Regions from separate parts of the Mus musculus genome. Here regions 1, 2, 3, 4 and 6 are each linked to region 5. Evidence: chromatin contacts called from public ChIA-PET, Hi-C and HiChIP or PLAC-seq data. All regions are on one chromosome and are shown on one strand. The core of a region is the stretch at or near the end of the contact, and the rest is flanking DNA. Distances in the headings are between cores, read along the strand shown. Region 1 overlaps Rgs10 (regulator of G-protein signalling 10). Region 2 holds the start of Rusf1 (RUS family member 1). Region 3 overlaps Inpp5f (inositol polyphosphate-5-phosphatase F). Region 4 overlaps Mcmbp (minichromosome maintenance complex binding protein). Region 5 holds the start of Bag3 (BCL2-associated athanogene 3). Region 6 overlaps Gm39092 (a long non-coding RNA gene).

What was found. A called contact is a pair of places that touch in the nucleus more often than the background predicts. ChIA-PET counts read pairs in DNA pulled down with a chosen protein or histone mark. HiChIP or PLAC-seq counts read pairs in DNA pulled down with a chosen protein or histone mark.
Region 1: an RNA polymerase II ChIA-PET map of memory CD8 T cells shows a contact between it and region 5, with 87 read pairs. The contact joins the enhancer-like site here to the promoter of Bag3 in region 5. A contact is called at or near these places in 2 of 484 Hi-C or Micro-C datasets (the G1E-ER4 cell line and Th1 cells), 7 of 115 datasets of contacts at active chromatin or transcription factors (the SCID.adh cell line, T-cell acute lymphoblastic leukemia, bone marrow-derived dendritic cells and 4 more) and 2 of 9 other capture datasets (adipose tissue and liver).
Region 2: an H3K4me3 HiChIP or PLAC-seq map of the SCID.adh cell line shows a contact between it and region 5, with 14 read pairs. The contact joins the promoter of Rusf1 here to the promoter of Bag3 in region 5. A contact is called at or near these places in 4 of 484 Hi-C or Micro-C datasets (the G1E-ER4 cell line, bone marrow-derived macrophages and embryonic stem cells), 8 of 115 datasets of contacts at active chromatin or transcription factors (the SCID.adh cell line, bone marrow-derived dendritic cells, bone marrow-derived macrophages and 4 more) and 2 of 9 other capture datasets (adipose tissue and liver).
Region 3: a contact with region 5 is called in a Hi-C map of the N1E-115 cell line, with 3 times the contacts expected there. The contact joins the enhancer-like site here to the promoter of Bag3 in region 5. A contact is called at or near these places in 6 of 39 promoter capture datasets (3T3-L1-derived adipocytes, frontonasal cranial neural crest, hematopoietic stem and progenitor cells and 3 more), 18 of 484 Hi-C or Micro-C datasets (the 3T3-L1 cell line, the C2C12 cell line, the G1E-ER4 cell line and 10 more), 27 of 115 datasets of contacts at active chromatin or transcription factors (the HPC-7 cell line, the NIH/3T3 cell line, the SCID.adh cell line and 21 more) and 3 of 9 other capture datasets (adipose tissue, liver and pancreatic islet).
Region 4: a contact with region 5 is called in an H3K27ac HiChIP or PLAC-seq map of epiblast stem cells. The contact joins the enhancer-like site here to the promoter of Bag3 in region 5. A contact is called at or near these places in 1 of 484 Hi-C or Micro-C datasets (bone marrow-derived macrophages), 13 of 115 datasets of contacts at active chromatin or transcription factors (bone marrow-derived macrophages, double positive thymocytes, effector CD8 T cells and 7 more) and 4 of 9 other capture datasets (adipose tissue, embryonic stem cells, liver and 1 more).
Region 6: an H3K4me3 HiChIP or PLAC-seq map of bone marrow-derived macrophages shows a contact between it and region 5, with 4 times the contacts expected there. The contact joins the enhancer-like site here to the promoter of Bag3 in region 5. A contact is called at or near these places in 1 of 39 promoter capture datasets (pre-B cells), 4 of 484 Hi-C or Micro-C datasets (CD8 T cells, bone marrow-derived macrophages, nephron progenitors and 1 more), 5 of 115 datasets of contacts at active chromatin or transcription factors (bone marrow-derived dendritic cells, bone marrow-derived macrophages, embryonic stem cells and 1 more) and 1 of 9 other capture datasets (liver).

The regions. Positions count from the first base shown.
Region 1 is chr7:128,390,717-128,394,110 of GRCm38.p6, reverse strand. The region is part of intron 3 of Rgs10 (regulator of G-protein signalling 10); the gene reads left to right. Among named protein-coding and RNA genes, the nearest start is that of Gm39092, 25 kb to the right of the region's middle. Within about 2 kb of position 1,995, at least 166 of the 459 cell types and tissues checked have an H3K27ac peak or open chromatin away from gene starts, as enhancers often do. A contact at or near this core is called in the G1E-ER4 cell line, the SCID.adh cell line, T-cell acute lymphoblastic leukemia and 7 more, where this site is marked.
Region 2 is chr7:128,296,868-128,300,120 of GRCm38.p6, reverse strand. Rusf1 (RUS family member 1) reads left to right here and starts at 1,990. Exons shown (of 13, transcript NM_145590.2): 1 at 1,990-2,331; 2 at 2,545-2,659. The coding sequence starts at 2,038.
Region 3 is chr7:128,670,922-128,673,938 of GRCm38.p6, reverse strand. All of the region lies in intron 9 of Inpp5f (inositol polyphosphate-5-phosphatase F), which reads right to left. Among named protein-coding and RNA genes, the nearest start is that of Inpp5f, 61 kb to the right of the region's middle. Within about 2 kb of position 1,303, at least 186 of the 459 cell types and tissues checked have an H3K27ac peak or open chromatin away from gene starts, as enhancers often do. A contact at or near this core is called in the C2C12 cell line, the G1E-ER4 cell line, the HPC-7 cell line and 23 more, where this site is marked.
Region 4 is chr7:128,723,377-128,726,764 of GRCm38.p6, reverse strand. It overlaps Mcmbp (minichromosome maintenance complex binding protein), which reads left to right. Exons shown (of 16, transcript NM_145955.3): 2 at 1,567-1,652; 3 at 2,557-2,697; 4 at 2,788-2,829. Among named protein-coding and RNA genes, the nearest start is that of Mcmbp, 15 kb to the left of the region's middle. Within about 2 kb of position 1,799, at least 81 of the 459 cell types and tissues checked have an H3K27ac peak or open chromatin away from gene starts, as enhancers often do. A contact at or near this core is called in bone marrow-derived macrophages, embryonic basal ganglia, epiblast stem cells and 1 more, where this site is marked.
Region 5 is chr7:128,521,989-128,525,131 of GRCm38.p6, reverse strand. Bag3 (BCL2-associated athanogene 3) reads right to left here and starts at 1,549. Exons shown (of 4, transcript NM_013863.5): 1 at 1,088-1,549. The coding sequence starts at 1,273.
Region 6 is chr7:128,358,232-128,361,540 of GRCm38.p6, reverse strand. Gm39092 (a long non-coding RNA gene) reads left to right here. Exons shown (of 3, transcript XR_869958.2): 3 at 2,097-2,748. Among named protein-coding and RNA genes, the nearest start is that of Gm39092, 7.1 kb to the left of the region's middle. Within about 2 kb of position 1,655, at least 13 of the 459 cell types and tissues checked have an H3K27ac peak or open chromatin away from gene starts, as enhancers often do. A contact at or near this core is called in bone marrow-derived macrophages, where this site is marked.

The sequences.
Region 1 (3,394 bases), core at 746-3,245, 130 kb after region 5:
CTGGCCTAGTTCTGGAAGGTATCTTGTATCATTTAAAACTTTTAAAGTTACATTTATTTCAGTGCAGTGTGGAGGTCAGAGGATAGCTTGTGGAAGTCAGCTCTCACCATCTACCACGTGGGTCCTGGGGGTAGGTGGGGTCAAACGCAGGTCACCAGGCTTGGTAACAAGTGCTTTTATCTGCTGCGCTCTCTTACCCACGCCCTTCTATTTATTTGATGTCCCTGCTCCATCCTCTTTATGAAACAAATATGCATGCAGTTCATATACAGTCATGTCCTATTTTTCTGTGTTTTCTCTTGGGTCCACCTCTGGTGGAGGAGTGGGATAGAGAGGATAGAGAGGATGATAGGGAGGATAGAGAGGATGATGGAGAGGATAGAGAGGATGATAGAGAGGATAGAGAGGATGATAGAGAGGATAGAGAGGATAGAGAGGATGATAGAGAGGATAGAGGTGCTGATGGGAGATGTGTTCCAGAGTCAGGCATGCCGCAAATAGGGTGTGGGCCATATGCAGAGATGCTGCAGGGACTTGAAGCTCCACCTTCCTAGAGGAAAGACTAGAGGAGCCCTGGACAGGTGACCTTCCCTTCTTTTGATGTCTCTGGGACTCCCTACCTGTGTTGCCAATGGTCAGTTGACTCATGAGCCAGTAGCTTAGGAGACTGTTAGGCTGCGTGGTAGTTATATGAGAGTAGTTACAGCATCCGGGGCAGGACTCAAATTTAGGGAATGTCTAGGACACAGGCCGTGCTGAAGGCGAACGGCAGAATCTGAGGCTCTCCTGGTGAGGGAGCAGGGTGAAGGAAGAAGGCAGGTGTTACCCAGGACTGGAGCCAGAGACCCCTGGAGGGGCTTAGTAACCAGAAGCCGCCAGGAGCCCCCAGGCAACATGGCCTAGCCTGTGGGATTCAGCTGAGAGGTGGAGAGCAGAGCGGGTGGGAGGAGCTCCCGTCTACTCTTGAGCTGTGTCTGTAGAAATTGGGAGTGAGGAGGCTGATTGCCACGAGGAAGTGAAGTGAAAGCTTTTATGGTGGCTGAGCATCAGCGTGGGCCCTAAGTGTGTGTGTGTGTGTGTGTGTCTGAGAGAGAGAGAGAGAGAGAGAGAGAGAGAGAGACCACACTGCACCTTCCTGAGCACTGGACAACTGATGACTTTGCTGTTCTGAGCAGACCGGTGTCTGGGGCTCTGAGCAAAGTGAATTCACTTCTCTTAAACCTGCGCTGGTTGGGAGCAGGGTTTCAGGCTGACTTCCTACCCAGTGTGGGTGCAAACCAGGCTTCATAGCACCTGCAGGAAGGGCCCTGACCTGTGCCTGGAAGGAGCCGAGACCGGATACATCTATCTGTCTGTCTCAGGGAAGGGAGGGCTGTGGTGGAGGCAGTGGCTAGGTGCATATGCCAGCACTTTCACACACTCAGAACTGACTCCACCAAGGGAGCTAGTCTGTTCTTATTCTTACAGCGGCGGCGGCGGCTAGAACAGGGTTAACAAAACTCTGGAAAATTCTACCAGAATAGCTCAAGCGAGCAGTTCTTCTTTTCTGTTCAAGTCTCGGCCTGGACACCAGGCCTTCCCGTGACTGGCCTGTGGTCAGCTGTCTCAGGGTTTCCCTTTTCGGTCACACTTCCTATCCTAGCGCAGATAAGCCTGCTCACTCATTCTCCTGTACCCACTGGGTCAGCCCAGGGGCGCACCCTGTCCTCAGTGGCTGGGGAAGGACAGCTGATTCGAGAGGGCTGGTTGATAGTGCCCCCTCCCCCCACACCTGCTTCCTCTCCCTTGGGCCACCTGCCCCCACATATGGAGCCTCAAGCTGCTCACTTCTGTGTCTCATTTTCAGAACTCCCCCAAGAGAGCCTGAGTTCATGGGAGCCATGTGTGTGCATGCGTGCATGGCAGAACAGCTGTGTGGATGTCTTAGGAGGGGAGACCTGCAGACTGTTGCACGCAGTTCGCTCATCTGGCCAACTGAAATTCTACTTTCATGAAGTAACTTTAAAACAGGAAGTGGGTTTCCAAAAATGTTCCCTTCTGACAGAATGGGGATGGTGGAAGACACTCATGGCTCTGTGGAACTGGTGGGTCTTTGAGAGACATGAAGTTCCAAACTGCTCTTCCGGGGCAGGCCTCATGATGGTCCCCAGACCTTCCCCAGGAATAGTCGTATTTATCTCAAGAGGCTCCCATGTCTTTGAGTTTGACATAAACGAATTGCTCCTGCAGGCAGGAAGAACAGACACAAGGCTTTGAGCGCTGTCCCCGCTTTGGGCACTGTTCCTATATCAGCAGAGACAGAGTCAGGCCTCAGCCTCATAGGGTCTTTAGCTTTCTGGTCTCTGGCTTGAAACGAGCGCTTTTCTTCTCTTTAAGCACGGCTAATTGAAAACGTCCAGGGATTTCCCTAAGAGCAGAAGTTTTCAGAGCCGGGTGTTCTCCCAGTGAAGTTCTGCAAGTGTCCTCTTAGGCTGAGAGCCTCTCTGGGAGAAAAAAAGTGTTATCTTAGGGTCTCCTGACCTCCCCCACCTCCTCCACACACTTCAGCTGTGTGAAAGGCATCTCTTCATTGCCTTGCTCTGTGGGGTTGGAGGGGGGTCTGAGGCTTGAGGTTCACACAGGAGCTATCTCTGCTGCCACAGATGGCCCCATTCTCTTCAAGAAGAGGGAGGGAAGTTCTGGTGGAGAGTGCTGAGACTGCAGCCCTGCCCACCACAACTCTGAAGACTTTAAATAAAGCTGGCTTCTGCCATCAGGGAAGGTCATAGCCCTGTCACGGTTCTTAATTGCTCCTACCATCAGGCCATGTCACGGCCCTGCCACAGCTCTCAGTGTAATGAGACTGCAGGTGAGTGAACATCTTGTCAGCCCTTGTCTCCAAGATTCCCAGTGGGGCTGCGCTGGGGACTTTTGGCATACAGTGAGTGTTTTTCTCTGCATCACTTACACTTACTGTGTGAAAACTTCTTCCACTGGAAGACAGATAAGCCATCTATCCTAGAGAGCTCAGGGTGCCTTGTGGGACCAGAGTAGGGCTGAAGTTTGGAGTCAGACAGTCTTGGTGTCACCTGTTCTGGCCCTGGTCCTCATCAGGAAACCAGCATTAACAGGGGAGAAAGACCAAGAGGTTAAGGGAAGGGAAGCAGGCTTAGCATGTCCATGGCACAGCAGGCGCTGGTGGCAATGCATGTACATATGGGTAGTTTCATGAGACTTTATTTGACCTGGTGAAACACACATAATTAAAAACCTTTGGAGTGTCTCCATGGCACCGAATGTATTCACAATGCTGTGCAGGCACGACCACTTACCGGATCCCAAATCTTCTCAACACTCCAAAGAGAACCCCCATCCATGCCTCTGCCCCAGGCATTTCCAGGAATTCCTAGTCAAG
Region 2 (3,253 bases), core at 741-3,240, 230 kb after region 5:
GGTGGGAATGGGCAACGTCAGGGGCACCATTTCTGTTATGTGTTTGTAGAGGTCATTACATGGCGCTTGGCTGGATTTGTTTAGGTTCCTTCCTCAGTTCTAGCCCACTTCCACTCTTGGTAACCCTTCCTTAACCGGCTGTCTACTATCCCGTGCCTTATTTATTTATTTATTTATTTATAGAAATTTTTCCTGAAGATTTACTTATTTGTTTTATGTAAGTGCACTGTCACTGCCTGCAGACACACCAGAAGAGGGCATGGGATCCCATTACAGATGGTTGTGAGCCACCATGTGGTTGCTGGGAATTGAACTCAGGACCTCTGGAAGAGCAGTTGGTGCTCTTAACCACTGAGCCATCTTTCCAGCTCCCCCCCCGCCCCCCCGCCCTCCCCCGCCCCCAGTGCCTAATTTAAAAGGCATGATTTTCCTTCCTCTTTCCTCCTGGTAACTGCCAGGATTTCCACCTAACCTGTACTGTTAAACTAATAAACTGTCCTCAAGATTCCTGTGTTGGGCTGGTGAGATGGCTCAGTGGGTAAGAGCACCCGACTGCTCTTCCGAAGGTCCTGAGTTCAAATCCCAGCAACCACATGGTGGCTCACAACCATCCCTAACGAGATCTGACTCCCTCTTCTGGTGTGTCTGAAGACAGCTACAGTATACTTACATATAATAATAAATAAATCTAAAAAAAAAAAAGATTCCTGTGTACTCCTTTTCTAAACTATTTTATTAAAAAAAAAACCAAACTCTCTCTCTTTGTGTGTGTGTGTGTGTGTGTGTGTGTGTGTGTAGGTGCACATCCATGATGGTGTCTGCTCCCTCTTCAAGTTGGAGTTACGTGTGGTTTGAACTACCTAACATGAATGCTGGGAACCCACTGCTGATGTCTTGGAAGAACTGGGAGCATTTAGCTAGTAAGCCTCCAAATCCCCTTATTAAGGAGCCTAAGTTCCCATGGGAACCTCGGTTTCCCCAGTAACAAAGTAACAACAAATGTTGGCAAAGAGCCCCTTACAGAATGTAAACTGCTCCAGCTGCTCTGAAAATCAAAAGGAAAAAAGAACAGACCTGCCTTAGGCTTACAGCTCTACTACCTATAGCTATACACCAAAGGACGCCATGTCCTACCACGGAAATACCTGTACATGTGTGTTTACTGCTGCAGAATTCGGAACAGCTAAGAAATGGAGTCAGTCCGGATCTCTCAGGAGACACATGAGTCACAAAATGTGGAGTTACAGTGAGATTTTATTCAACCATAAAGAAAAGTGAAATAATAACATTTGCAGGAAAATGAGTTTAAAGACTGTTGCAGAAACACAGATGCCCCGTGTTTTCTCTCATATGCAAGTCCTAGATTTGGAATTTTATGTGTGTATGTGTGTGTGTGGGAGGAGGGGCTGGGGTATAAGTCATGAAATTAGAAATGGGACCCTGAGGAGGGAAGAAGGGATCTTAAAGAAATAGGAAGATAGAGATCATGTGACATAAAAGCAGCATTGGGGTGAGGAGGGCTGGGTGGAGTGGGTAAGTGGATGTCTACATAGTAGGAGTCAGGCAAGAGAACAGGGGGAGGCGGGTGGTAAATAGGAACAAAGGGAGCAAAATATGAATCAAAATGCCATAATGAAGCTCATTAAGTCACAAGCTAACTTAAAAAATTTCAAAAACTCTATTGTCCTTGGCCTCACAAACAAAAAAAAGCACTGCGACGGAGAGGGATACTCCAGTTACACAGCTAAAAGTTTGAGATCTGAGTGGAGTCTCCACCACAACTATTTCCCCAGGAAGCCATCTCTCCCTCTTCCGATTGGAGTTCAGAGTCAACGGCCCCTATATTGCTCCTAGGGTCCAAAGAACGATAGGTAGGTCAGGTGCAGTCCTGGGGTGTGCCCCAGGAAGGCAGGACACACAATAATCGGAGTTCCAAGAGAATAAAAGATTAGTGTCCTTCTGTGGCCACCGTAGCCAAACAGGAAATGTAGTTCGCCTAGCTTTTTGCCGCGTTGGACCGACTCGCTGAACTTGAGGATGGCTGACGCTGCGAGCCTACGGGCGCCGCTGTGCACGGAGCAGTTCGGCTCCGGAGCCCCGCGCGGCTGCAGCGCTGCCGCCGATGGGAGCCTGCAGTGGGACGGGGCTCGGCGCTGGGGCTGGCTCTCCCGGGCCCCGATAGCGAAACCTGGGCAGCACGCGGGTGGAGGCGGGGGACCCTGGGCAGCACTGACCGCTCTTTCGGGCCTCAGATCCGTGCTGCTGCCTCAGGGCTTCCCAGATAGCGTCAGCCCGGATTACCTGCCATACCAGCTGTGGGATTCCGTGCAGGTCCGGCTGGCCGATTGCCGTGGGGGGGGGGCGGTTTATAGCTGGGGACCCGGGGAATAGGCCCCTGCAATCTGCATGTGCACATTGGAAGGCTAGGGTGCATTGCATAGTCCTGACAGTTTTCCAGGTCCCACAGAACCAGTGAGAGCTGGTATAGCACAGTAGGCTCCGTGCTCCTGCCACCTCTCCTCATTCCACTTCTTTTCTCTCCAGGCCTTTGCTTCCAGCCTCTCCGGCTCTCTAGCCACCCAAGCAGTATTGCAGGGCTTAGGGGTAGGCAACGCAAAAGCCTCCGTTTCAGCTGCCACGTCCACCTGGCTCGTGAAAGGTGAGCTGGAACCTGGGAGCCTTACCTGTTGATCTCATCCCTGCTTCCTGTCTCTGGCCTCTTTTTCCTTTACTGCAAACCCTAGCCTTGCTGTTTTGAACTGTTCTGACCTCTAACAGTGGTTCTCGTGTGCGTGTGTGTGTTTGTGCGCGTGCGCATATACACATTTATGGTCTGCAGCCTGATTAGTACACAGAAGCTGTGAATCTTTGCCCACAGCTGGAATGCCCTCATCAGTGAATCAGCCTAAGTGGCTCACCTTGTTACCCATGCAAACTTCAGAATCCCGAAATCATCCGGGATCCTCCTTAAATTACCTTTAATCTTACTTTATGCAGGATTGCATAGACATGCAGTTTATTACGTAAAAAAAACCCGCCAGCTTCCCGGGATGGTGAAAGTTGGGTACTTCCAGTGGGCAAAGGGGCATGTGGCTGGTCCTAAATTGGTAGTTAAGGAAATGCTAAAATGCACTCTGACCCCTCTGGGGTACCTGACTGTGCTGCAGTAAGATTATAGTAACCGTGTGCTGAGAGTATACAGCCTTCTGAAAAAAGTCACTAAGAAAATCAAAGATAATCTAGTATTATGCCT
Region 3 (3,017 bases), core at 54-2,553, 150 kb before region 5:
GCTACAGTCCCTACTAACAGTAAATTGCAAATGTCAGGATATAAAAGAGGTTTTAACCTACTGACGGGTAAATTTAAATAACTGAACAGAGTCAGCATTGGTGAACATGAAAAACAACAGCGGGGTCCCATTGCTACTGAGAATAGAAGCTGTGTGATCCCTTAAAAACGGTTTCTAATTTCCTGCTGCTTGTGTTGGGTGGGCAGGGCAAGTCTGAGGATTTTCAGTGCTTCTGGTGCAGTATCTCTGAATGCTAAATATCAACTTTAAGTGTATATGCTGTTTAATTCAACAAGTTTGCCTTCACAAATTCATTCTGCAAAAACAAGTTCCCTAATTCTTAGACTTTTAAAATTGTCTTTACTCTCGGTGGGGGGCACATGTATAAGCATGTGCAGGGGGCAGAGTTAGAGAACTTTATGGCGTCTGCTCTCACGCCCCGCCCCCTTACGTGGGTGCCAGGGATGAAAATGTACACATGGGTGATAAGGCTTGCCCATCAAGTGCTTGACCTGATGGGCCATCTTGCCAGCTCTTCACTTTGGATTATTTTGTTTTTGAGGCAGGGTCACACTATGTAGCCCTGGCTGTCCTGGAACTTGGTATGTAAGCCAGGTCAGCCTCAAACTCACTTTGTGCTGGACTAAAGGTGTGCACCATTATAACCAATTTGTTTTTTCAAACTGAGTTCTTATATAGCCCAGGCCTTGAATTTACTGGATAGCCTAGGCTGGACTAATCCCCTTTACAACCTCTATAGTCTCCTCCTGAGTGCTGGGATTATAGATACACACCATCATTCCCAATTTAGAACTTTTCCTTTTTTCTGCCAGCCTTTGCCTCCGGAGGTGTTGGGATTAAAGGCATGTGCCACCACTGCCTAACCTAAGAATTCTGGGGAAAAGACTAACAGCCAGAGACTTCACTGCAGAACAGTATGTGCACTGCCAGCTCTTTGTGACTTCAGCCCATGGTGAATGTGCGGGTGTCAGGTGACCTTGCTACAAACAATAGATTGCTAACTCAAATCTCAAGGCAAGCCTGGAAGCCGCAAGGCTGAGTGCAGTGACTTCAGTAAACCACTGAGGACTCGGGTTCTTTCTGCCTTTCCCTCTGCCATTCCCTCATTGCTTCCCCAGCAGCACACTGGATAAACGCCCGACTGCTTCATTCACCATCTTGAGACAGATGCAAAAGTCCCTAACATCAAATCCTGACAAAGCAGCCTCAGGGGCACTGTGGGTTCCGGTATATCTTTTATTAGAGCAGGAAGCTTTTCCCACATCAGACCTTCTGTCAAACAGCTCCAGCCTAAACCAATTATGAGCTAGCGCAATGCAGCCACACGGATGAGTCACCCTGACCGTGGGCCCCTCATCGCAGAAAGCAATTACCCAGGAGAAGGACACAGATAACACAGATAAATGAACACTGCCAGGCTCCTGCTGGAGGCCAGGAGGTGTCTGCTCAGCGCCCGCCTCTAGATATTGACGTGCGTCAACGGGGAGCAGGGACAAGTGTGGGAAGAGGTTATTTCCTGGCGTGCACACCTCAGTATTGCTCCTTTTAACAATTTGTGTTGCATTTAAATATGGCTTATTCTTTCTAATGCTACTTACAATTAGGAATATCAATAATGCATGAATCAACACGAATCAACACATTATTAAGGAACTCAATGCAGAATAAGACCAAATCATTCCTGACCACATCCAGTCCTTCATGCCGCCCTCAGCAGCCGCTGGCTCTGATGCTGCAGTGAGGCTCTTGCATAAGCACCCGTGACTGAGCACACTTGGAGTCCTGTTTGCCGATTTAAGTGCTAATTGCTCTGCATCCTTTCCCAGACTTGACGCTTCTCAGCGGTTCCCCTCAGCTCCCCAGTGTGTGAGTCATGGCTTTAATTTGCATTTCCCTGATGATTAATGAGATGACGCACCTTCTCTGATGGATTTGACTTTATAAAATATCCTTGTACATAAAATCCTGTTACATTATTCTGTCCAGTTTTTTTTGTATTGTACATCCTTTTTAATGGGTTTAGAAGACATTTAAATGTGCTGCGAGATAACAGACCAAATCTTAACTATTAAAGATTTATTTTATGTGTGTTTTGCCTACATGTACCTGTGTGTACCATGTGTGTGCCTGCTGCCCTCAGAGCTCAAAAGGAGGTGTCAGATTCCCCGGAAGTGGACTTACTCATGGTTGTGAGCCACCATATGTATTCTAGGGTTGGAACCTGGGTCCTCTACAAGAGCTCTTAACTCTCCAGCCTCCCCTAATCTCTGAATTACCTTTCATTCTCTTCATAATGCCTTTTTAAAAAGTATTTATTTTATGCATGCGTTTCAATTGTGCATAACCAGAAATAACAAATAGTAAAAAATCGTAAAGTAAAAATCAAGTTAGTCCCTTTCCATTATGGTTAGCGTTGTTGTTTTGTACATGTATGTATCTTTGTGTGGTGAATACACAGCATAGCACATGTGCAGAGGTCAGAGGTCAACCTTAGATGTAGGCCTTTGTCTTCCATCCTGTTTGGGGCAGTGTCTGTATTGGTTACAGCAAGCTGGCCTACAGAGCTCTAGGATTCTCCTTTCTCCACGTCCAAGCTCTCCTTAAGAGCCCTGAGATTACACATTCAGGGCCTCGAACTCACAGAGATCCTCCTGCCCCTGGCTCAGAGTGCTGGGACTGAAGACACATGTCATGTCACCTCTTCTCTTCTCTTCTCTTCTCTTCTCTTCTCTTCTCTTCTCTTCTCTTCTCTTCTCTTCTCTTCTCTTCTCTTCTCTTCTCTTTGTGTGAGTGGGTGCTGGGACCAAACCCAGATCCTCTGCAGAGCCGTACATACTCTTAATCGCTGAGACATCCCTCCAGCCCAAAAATAACTATTTCCTGGTTGGGCATTATTCTTTATCAAGTGACTAATAAAATGTGATAGACAATCATACATTTGAAACAAAGAAAGATAAGGAAACTGCTTTTATAAATCCTGCTCATGACTCAGTTTG
Region 4 (3,388 bases), core at 550-3,049, 200 kb before region 5:
GGGCATTCCTTGCACCATAATCACAAACTAATCACCATGCCTTCCCTCCAGCCTCTCCCACAATGTCTTTATGAACTGGCCTGGTTTAGTTCCCATAGTAAGTGGAACCATCCTGTCTGTCCCTTCTGTGTGTTACATCCTCCTCAGCAAAGTCTTTTCAGTGGCTATTGCTGTGACTCTGAACTTTCTTTTTCTTTCTTCCTTTTTCTTTTCTTTCTTTCTTTCTTTCTTTCTTTCTTCTTTCTTTCTTTCTTTCTTTCTTTCTTTCTTTCTTTCTTTCTTTCTTTTTAATCAAAGAACACAGGAACCCATAGTAAAGGATGTTCTTTGAAACACTGAACATTGATATGCAAAAGTTAGAAATCTCAACCTAATCCTCACCCTTCATAGAGACTGATTGGTTGTAGACCTAAGAGCAGAACCTGAAGTATGGCACCAAGGCTTGTTTTGTTCATTTTTTTTTAAAAATGAACTAATTAATTAATGCATATAAATGCAGGTAGCGCACTTATGGAGGTCAGAAGACAATTTGGTGAATCAGTTCTCTCCTTCCACCGCGTGGATCCTGTGGTCAAGCTTGGGCTAGCTAAGGGAAAAATGTTTGGACGGTCTGCTAAAGCAGGATTTTTGTGTTTCCGACAGGCTCATCTACATCACAGTTAGAAACACATTCCCCTCATTCGCCATCTACTTAAGGCAGCCATGTGACAAACACGAAAGCTTGTAGGCATGTAAGCTGGGGGTTCAGTCCACAAGAATCTGTGTTCTGTGGGTTACTCCCTCTTTGGTCTTCCTTTTCATCTCCTGTAAGCTACCCCTGCAGGTTGTTTCTTCATTGTGAGGGCAAGAAGCCCTCAATATGTGTAGTGGAGAACTGGCTGCCACTTTGAGTGATGAGCCTCTCTGATAAGAGGGTGACAGACATACCGTCTATATGTAGCACTAGAAGGCTAAAACATCACTTACATAGCAGTATAATTGGTGTTGAAGGACAGAATTATAGTTTCGGTTTGTTTTTTGTTTTTCTGTTTTGTATTTATTTTGTTTGAGATGGCTCATGTAGCTCAGGCTCCTATATAGCTGAAGAACCCTGAACTTCTGATCCTCTGACAGGCCTGATGATTGACCTGAGCTAGATCCCCAAGAACCAACTCCTGCAAGTTGTTCTTTGGCCTCCTTGCCCATGTGAATGCACATACACACACTAAACAAATAAGCAGATGTGGTTTAAAGTCTCCACGTTACATTTCACGGTGTGTTACTGTATCTGAAAGTATTTGAGCCAAGTACTGTATATACCGAGCTTGTGCTGCTATGTCTGGGTGAACCACATACTGTTCCACAGGTTCGGCTCTCAGTGGTTAATGGCAGGGAGCTAAGGGCAAGCAGCCTGGGTTTGCGGTGCCTGGTGACTGGTGCCCGGTGCCCGGCAGGAAAACCCCTTGAATACCTGTGAGTGTCCCAGCTGCATATTTTACTCGTACTAACTATTCAGCTTACGTATTGCTGACCTGAACATAATCTGCTGGCCTATATTGTGCTTTGATGACCAAATTTCTCTTTCAGCACAAAATGGAGTTAATCCTGACTGGGAGAAGAAGGTTATTGAATACTTCAAGGAAAAGCTGAAGGAAAATAATGCTCCTAAATGGGTGAGCTTCCTGCTGTTGTGTGAGTTGGCTGGCTCTAGTTTCTCTCAGCAGAGCAGACCGCCCCACCAGCCACGTGACTAGAAGTAGCGCAGTGAGTGCATACAGCTCTTCCAAGTCTGTGGTGAAAATAAAGGGGCTTTGGTCTGATGCTTCTGTGTTGTGCCTCTAGATGGCAGCAAATGACTGTTCTGCAGAGTAAAGTGTGCTCTAAGAGTGTCTTGTTCCTTCCTAAAAGAATTGGCATGTGTGAATGTTGAGAGGAACCCATCAAAGCATATGCTTTCCTGTTGGCTGCAAGGTTCACAGTCCTCACGGTGTTGATGTTTACAGTGTGGGGGCTTAGGAGGCTGACACGAGAGGGTTCTGATGAGTTTGGGGCTAGCCTGGGCTACTTGTGAGTTTCAAACCATGCTGAGCTACAAAGTGATACTGTCTCAAAAGAAAGCAAACATGGGAGCTGGAGAGAGGGCTCAGTTGTTAAGAACACTGGCTGCTCTTTCAGAGGTCTTAAGTTAAATTTCCAACAACTACCTGGATATTCACAACCGTCTATACTGAGATCTAATGTCCTCTCTGGCACACAGAGTATTCATGTACATATACATGTACATACATAAATCTTTAAAGAAAGAAAACAAAGACAAAACAAAACCAAGAAAACAAAACTGAACCAAAAGAAGGCAGTCAGGGAGATGTTACACATACTGTGGATGCTTTTAGAAGGAAAAGCATCGTGCTAGAGTCAAGTGTTGTCACACGAACTTGGAAGAATTGAGAGGAAAGTTCTTCCCCAGCAGATGTTATGTTGAGCAGTGAGCACACACAGCGGGGCAGGGCTAGGTTTTGAAGATGTGTCTCTTCCAGACAACAGCTTTGCTAATCTGCTTGCCTGTTTTCTCCGAAGGTGCCATCGCTGAACGAAGTGCCCCTCCATTATCTGAAGCCCAACAGCTTTGTCAAGTTTCGTTGCATGATTCAGGATATGTTTGACCCTGAGTTTTACATGGGAATTTATGAGACAGTTAACCAGAACACAAAAGCACGCGTATGTATTGCTTCCTCCCTGAACCATGCTGTCTATAATTTGTAATATTAATCACATTTAATAATACTTTGTCCTGCGTTTTGGTCATAGGTTCTTCATTTTGGAAAATACAGAGATGTAGCAGAATGTGGGGTATGTATCCTTACAGTGTCTGAGGCTGGTTGTAAGCACGAGTTTTCTACCTAAAAAGAGAATTTCTCTTTCTTTGGTTGGTTTTCAGTATACTTGTCTTGTATATGAGTGAGTTCTAAAAAAATCAGGCAGAATATTTTTTTTTTGCCTTTAAGAATTTTTCTGACATAATCTTATTATTATCTTTGAAAGATTTCTGGCAAGATTATAAATGACAGGATTCTTCCTTAGTATCTGTGAATAAAAGTACAGGGATTTTTTTTTTCTTTAAACAAAAGTGAAAGCTTAACTTAAACTTAGCACTTTCTCAACTAGATAGAATTAAACATTTGCTTGCTCGTTTTGTAAAGCAGAAGGCTGCACCGGGAGATCTAAGGCCGTTGCTGCGGATCCCGGGCCATCAGGGTTGGCAGGAAGCACCTTTGCCCGATGAACTTACCTTACACTCCTTCAGTCGAATACACTGAGCCCCACTCTGGCTTTCTAGGGAAGGTTGCTGGGAGTGGAAGTGAGAGGTAAAGAAGTGTAGCTACCATTGAACACTTCCTCCGACTCGAGA
Region 5 (3,143 bases), core at 300-2,799:
GTGCCACAACTGCCCAGCTCAATCTTTTTTTTCTTTTTTTTTATAAAAAAAGACAAGGTCTTATTTTGCAACACAGGCTAGTTTCATTCCAACTTAATTACTTAATAACTTTTGAGATAGACTCCGATTATATAGCCCTGGCTAGACTTGAACTCAAGATCCTCTCGCCACAGCTTCCTGGGTGCTGGGATGACAGGCCTGAACCAGGCTGGGCTTCATTCCAAATTTGTATTTTCAATTTTTCTTGCTTTTTAGATTGAAGTACACAAACCTGAATATCTATGCAAATGAAGCATACACCTAGTGTTCACCAGACTCCTCAGCTGTTTCTGGTAACAAAACTCCAGTATTTGAAAAGGACAACAAGGAATCACGCCATTAAAAATACATTCTTTCACTCCAGTGTGAGTCTTAAGGCAGTGGCTAAGTATGGTGATACAATGTCTGATCTTTAGTTTTGGAACTGTCAGAAAGAGTATCTTAAAAAAAAATAGTGGTAGTATCAGAATTTTCTCTAACTGAAAGCAGTTTCGACCAGTAATAATAAGTTTAATGGGGGAAAATAACTTATTTACTCGAGCCTCCTGAGTCACTCTATGCCTAAGATCCAGTAAACTCAAGATAAGCCTCAACTAAGTTCTGAATTTGAAAGTGAAATCCCCACAGGAGACTCCACTCAGCAGCCTTTCAATCCTGGCCGTGCGCCATCAGCACCGGAGGGAGCCCAGGGTCTCAGCACGGGACGCGCGGGACAGAGAGGCGGCGGCCGGGCCTGGCCTGGGCCTCAGCCGCTCATCAGGCCGGTCGCCCTTCCCTGGGACGCGGCGCACCGCAGCTCAGGCCACCACTGCCCTTCGCCCTTCGCAAGAGGCTGTGGAAAACCACCCGATGTCACCACGCGGGTCGCACCCCGCTGGCTACCGTCCAAGGCCACCCTGCCTGCGGCTCTCTGCGGCCCGACGCCCGTTCGAGGCGGATATGGTTAAGGACTCTCCTTGCGCAGCAGGGCGCGGGGTGGGGTGACTCGCATAGCCCTGGCTCGACCAGGCCCCTTCGCCGTCGAGGTGGGACGGCAAGCTCCACTCACCTTAGGGCCCTCGGGGGGCACACGCGGGTCGTTCCACGTCGTGGTGCGGCTGTTGTGGTCCACGAAGAAGGGCCAGCCGGTCTGCGGGTCGATTTTGATCTCCCAGCCCGGGGGCAGGGGGTCTCGGTCGCTGGCTCCGTTGCCGGACGCCATCTGCATCATGGGCGATTGGGTGGCGGCGCTCATGCTGGGTTAGGGTCCGCCCGGGGCGCAGAGCTAGGGCGCGGGTCACGAGGTCGTGGAGTGCGGGCACCTCTGTGTAGCCGATGTGTCCGGGAAGCCGGCGCCGGGCACCTTTATGAATTAAAGGACTGGGTGACGTGGCCGAAGAGGGGTGGAAGTGTCTGGAAATAGCCTCCTAGCTGCCAAAGGGGAAGGAGGAGATAAAGAGAAGGCAGCAACTGGCCGGCTAGAAACTTCTGGTCCCATCCAGAGAACTTGGCGGCCGCCGTGGGTTGGATGCGGAGCTCCGCCCTGAGTCATAGGCTATAATCGCGGCGGGGCGGGACCTTGGGAGGGATCGGAGGCGGGGATTTGTCACCCGCCCCTCCTTCTCCTAGACTACCCAGGCTGTCCCTCCCTATCCCTGTCCTGTGTGTGTCCTGGGGCCTGTGCGCCTCGCGCCAGGTTGACACGCACCGGTGTCCTTGTGCTCTCTGGCTGGTTTCTGTCTCCGGACTCCCCACCACTCTTTCGTGCCGCGTGGGGGTGTCCCGGGGTTAGCAGTCCAAGGGCCGACACCTGGGGCCCCACCTTTGTGTAAGGACTAAATCATCTTTAAACTCGGAAAGTCTAGTTCTTTCTCTCTCTTCACACTCAGTGACGCTGGCGTCCTGCAGTGACGTTTTTAGTAACTTTTTCTCAAGGGCCTTATGACTTCTGAGAAATTCTGGAATGCTGATCTGAGGTCACAACAAAAAGAAAGAGCTGTGGAAACTCACCTGCCTGCTTTGGAAAACTGAAGAAGCAAGGACTAAAGTGACAACTTTGTGCTCTTGGCCTTCTATATAGGCACTTTCGCACAGTGACTAGACTTCAGAAACACCTGGAACCAATACTGAGGCCAATTTCCTGACTCAGATTCAGAGAATGTCCTGGGACCTTCAAAGATACATCTCTGGCCTCTTCCCCTCCGATTTTTACTCTGTGGCAAATACTAGAGGACTCTGCCAGACATTTCCAACAAGCTGATTTTTTTTACTTCCAAAGACCTTCTTACTGACTTTGAAGTCTCAAAGCCTCAGTATAAGTATTAACATAGTTAGCCTTCAGGTACTGCCTGGTGCCACCAAACACACCTGTATAAGCCCAAATGTGGGAATATTGACTTATTATCATTTGATAGTCACATTGAAAGGTCTAGACACTTAGATTCACTCACTGGTCAGTGTCTGTCTTTTGCTTCTTTATACCTGAACCCACCCAGCACGTGGCTAAATCCAGAGTCCATCTTCAATAAAGGAATAAAGATTGATGTTTATTGAAGACTGAATACAAAGTGAATTTTTTCGCTTGTTTTTCAATACAAGGTATCTTTGTGTAGTTTTGGCTGTCCTAGAACTAGCTAATTATGTAGACCAGGCTGACCTTGAACTCACAGAGATCCATCTCTCTGCCTCCCAAGTGCTGGGATCAAGGGCATGTGTCACCACTGCTTGGCTGTGGATATTTTTTTAAAGATATGGTCTATCTATATAGTTCTGCCTCCCAAGTATTGAGATTAAAGGTGCACACTACCATCTACTACGCCTAGCAATGCCCTATTTAAAAAATATTTAAAAAAAATAAATAAAGATTTATTTTATATGTATGAGCCGGCTTGTGCAATGCCTTCCGAGGTCCAAAGAGGGTATTGCATGCCCTGAAACTGTAGTTATAGATGTTTATAGCTTCCTTGTGGGAACTGAACCTGGTCCTCTATAAGAGTAGCAAATGCTCTTAAGTCATCTCTCCCGCACCCCCACTTTGTCCTCAAATTGCCCCTTCGTTCCTACCATCCATTCCTATCTTGCTAAGTATTTCTTGACTCTGTGACTCTTCTCTTTCTTCCGTCCCA
Region 6 (3,309 bases), core at 406-2,905, 160 kb after region 5:
GGAGGAAGGGAGGAAGAAAGAAAGGAAGGAAGAAAGGAAAGAAGAAAAAAGGAGGGAAGAGAGGAAGGAAGGCAAAAAGGAAGGAAGAGAGAAAGGAAAGGAGGAAGGGAGAAAGGAAGGAAGGAAAAAGGAGGGAAGAAAGGGAGAAAGTAAGAAAGGAAGAGAGAAAGAAAGGAAGGAAGAAAGGAAGGAAGAGAGAAAGGAAAGAAGGAAGAAGGAAAAGAAGGAGGAAAGAAAGGAAGGAAAAAAGAAAGGAAAGAAGAAAGGAAGAGAAGGAAGGAAGAAAGAAAAAAGAAAAGAAGAAAGGAAGGAAGAAAGAAAGAATGGAAGGAAGACAGAAAGGAGGGAGGTAGGGAAGGGAGGAGAGAAGGGAGGAGGGGTAGGAGGAGGGAAGGGAGGAAGGAAGAGTCCCCAAAAGGCCTGATTGATTTCAGCCTGGGCTCTGGAGAGCTTTGTAGAGGCATCACTGACGTGGAAACTTAAGGGTTCTTTAGAAAGTCGGTTGGATGGTGTTTTGCTGGGGCAAACGCGTGAAGGAATGTCAGCTGAAGTGGACACAGGTGTGAAAGGCTAAGGTAGACTCATAAAGGAACTTTTCGCTGAAGCAGACACAGGAGAGAGGATGTTCTGCTAAAGCAAGCACGTGAAAGGACACGAGGTGAAGGATTCTTTGCTGACAACACGCATGCATTGGTCTGTCTTACATTGCATGGTTGAGAGGCAATAGTCGGGACTCCACAGACAGAAATGTGTAAAATTCTTCTGGTGGTGTTCTGAAGTTTGTTGCCACTTCCAAGGACTCGAGCTGATTGGATGCACATGCTGAGACAGGACACGCACTGAGGCAAGGCACACGGAGAGCACATGATGGTTGGAGGGCATAAATAGGACTCCACAGAGTGACGAGACAGAGCTTGGCTTGCTGGTACAGCTGTCTGTGCTTGTGGATCTCCCGTATTTGCTGATCTTCACTTCCCTGATCTTCACTTCCCTGAGAGACACATAGCTGAGAACTTCTGGTGTTCCTATTGGTCCCTCCTGCTGACTGGAGCTGAGGCTGAGGTCTGTCTGTCTCTGCTAGGACGTGTCACCGCCATTACTGAATTTATCAAACTGGCTGGCTGGTGTATCCATGAAGTGTTTTTGAGTGGATCAAGCTGCCACTGCCTGCTAACCTGTGAACTGAACTGATGATTTCCAGACAACACAGATGGAATCTGCTCCAAAGAACCTTTCTAAACAGGTCCACTTCCCCCGTATCCTTTCTTTCCCACTACTCTGGAAGATGGCGGGTTAAAAGGGAAGTTAAAGTGGTCAAGAACCACCATTAAAAATAGGATTTGAAAAAATTAAAGTTACACATTACCTAGAACAATTGCAGGGGATAATGACTATTAACCAGTCCCGTGGTTACCAGCAGCCTTTGAAGGCCCCAATCGCTAGCCACTTCACCTACCTCACTACAGCGGAAAAAAGATTCAGTATGACCCAGAAAGGCCAGCTCCACTGCACAGGAAGTAGGAGAAAAAGACGGTAGACGTGGCAGGAGAGCTGTCTCAGTGAATCAACCGGAGTTGATTTCCCAGTACCCACAGAGACTCATAACTGCCAGCAACTCCAGCCCCAATGGATCTGACACCCTCTACTGGGCTTGGTGGCACCTGCATGCCCATGTGTGTGCGTGCATGCACAGACATGCACTAGCATAGGAGTACGTGGCACACACACACACACAGAGCCACATAAATATAAATAAAAGATTTTTTTTTTTTAAAGGCAGCAGGAGATGTCAGGGCGCCTGCCTAAGTGAGGGTTATGGTGAAACTGCTAATGAAGTTCCAGAACTTGGTATTTAGCTTTTCTCAGGGAGGCAGGGAGTAGAATATATCAGACTATGCTTGTTCAGTGTCAGGGCTAGACTGGTCCCCGGTCCTGGGTTTTCTGCCGGTTACTCAATTTGCTGGGCTACACAGAAGTGGATGCGCAGTGCTGTGAAGTGTGAGCAGGAGCACTGTCTCGTTCAGCTGACTTGCCACTTGAGTGGTGGACTGCCCTCCCTGTAAGTTACAAATATTCCCACTTCTGTCTCCTTTCAGACCTACTGCAAGCCCAGAGACCAACACACAGGGGTCTGTAGGCCACTGACTGGACGGGAAAGAAGCCAGAATGGAGAAGCTGCTGAAGGAACCACAAGTGTCCGTGTTTCCTTTTTCTGACCTGGAGGCTGGTGCTCCTCCCATCATTCCCTGCTTCAGTGCTGGGGACACCGGGCTTCCTCTTCTAGCATGTGGTTTGGTGTCACCATCCCTAGGGAAACTCTCGGTGACTTTGGAACTCAGGCTGAATGTCAGTCTGGTTCGTTTCCATGCTTTTATTTGCTCGTTGCTGTTTTCAAAGCCCCTTGGATTGTTTGTGAGTCTGAGTGATGGCACATCTGCCACAGTGTAGTGTGGGTGGCAGCATCCTGCTCTCTAGTCTGTGTACAAAGAAATGCTGCTGCTAACTACACCTGTCCAGTCTGTCTGCCTCAGCATGGTCGCTGCTGATGGCGTTCCAAGCGCAGACGTGAGGGAGGAGGGTGAGGCAGCCAAGGCTTTATTCTCTCTGTGGTGTGAGCACCGAGCTGAGGAAGGGTGCTGTTGTGAAGTTCTGCTCTCAACTTTGGTTCTGTTGGAGGAAGGGAAGACCCGAGGACGGGTGTGCCATGGAAGCAAGCGGTGGGGCAGAAGACAGAGGGAGTCGCAACCAGGAAACAAAGCCTTCTGTGGTTTAACTTGCAGCCAGTTTGAAGGATGGATTTGGAAAAGTTAGAGGTGCAGTTCTGGAGTGTTTGGGGTCCAGATGCAAAAGAGAAAAAAAAATCTAACTAACTTGGAAGCTCATCGGAAAGAGATCAGCTCAAAGATGACCCTCTCTAACAAGAACTCCTGCCTCGGCCCGAGGAAGTCAGAGCTATGGGCCAGGAGGAAGGAAGGAGACAGAACCAAATGCTCTTTTTGAGACAGTCTTGTAGGGAACTCAGCAAACGCTTTCCTCGTGTCCCAGACTCCTTTGCGGAATCAGGGTAGGAAATAAGCAGGCTTTCTTTGGGTGACCTTCTGAAATGGAAGGAAAGGACGTTTTACAGTGTTGCTTTTTCTCAAGTTCAGGTTGTGGAAACCATAGCTTCTTAAAAGGTCAAGTCAGTTTGCTGGACCTTTTTCTCATTGGTATTGAGAAGAGATCGCAAGATGCTGTTGGCTGGTCAAAGCTTACTTTAAGTGTCTCAAGCTCTGGGGGGTGGGGGTGGTTCCAGGGTGGGCTATCTCA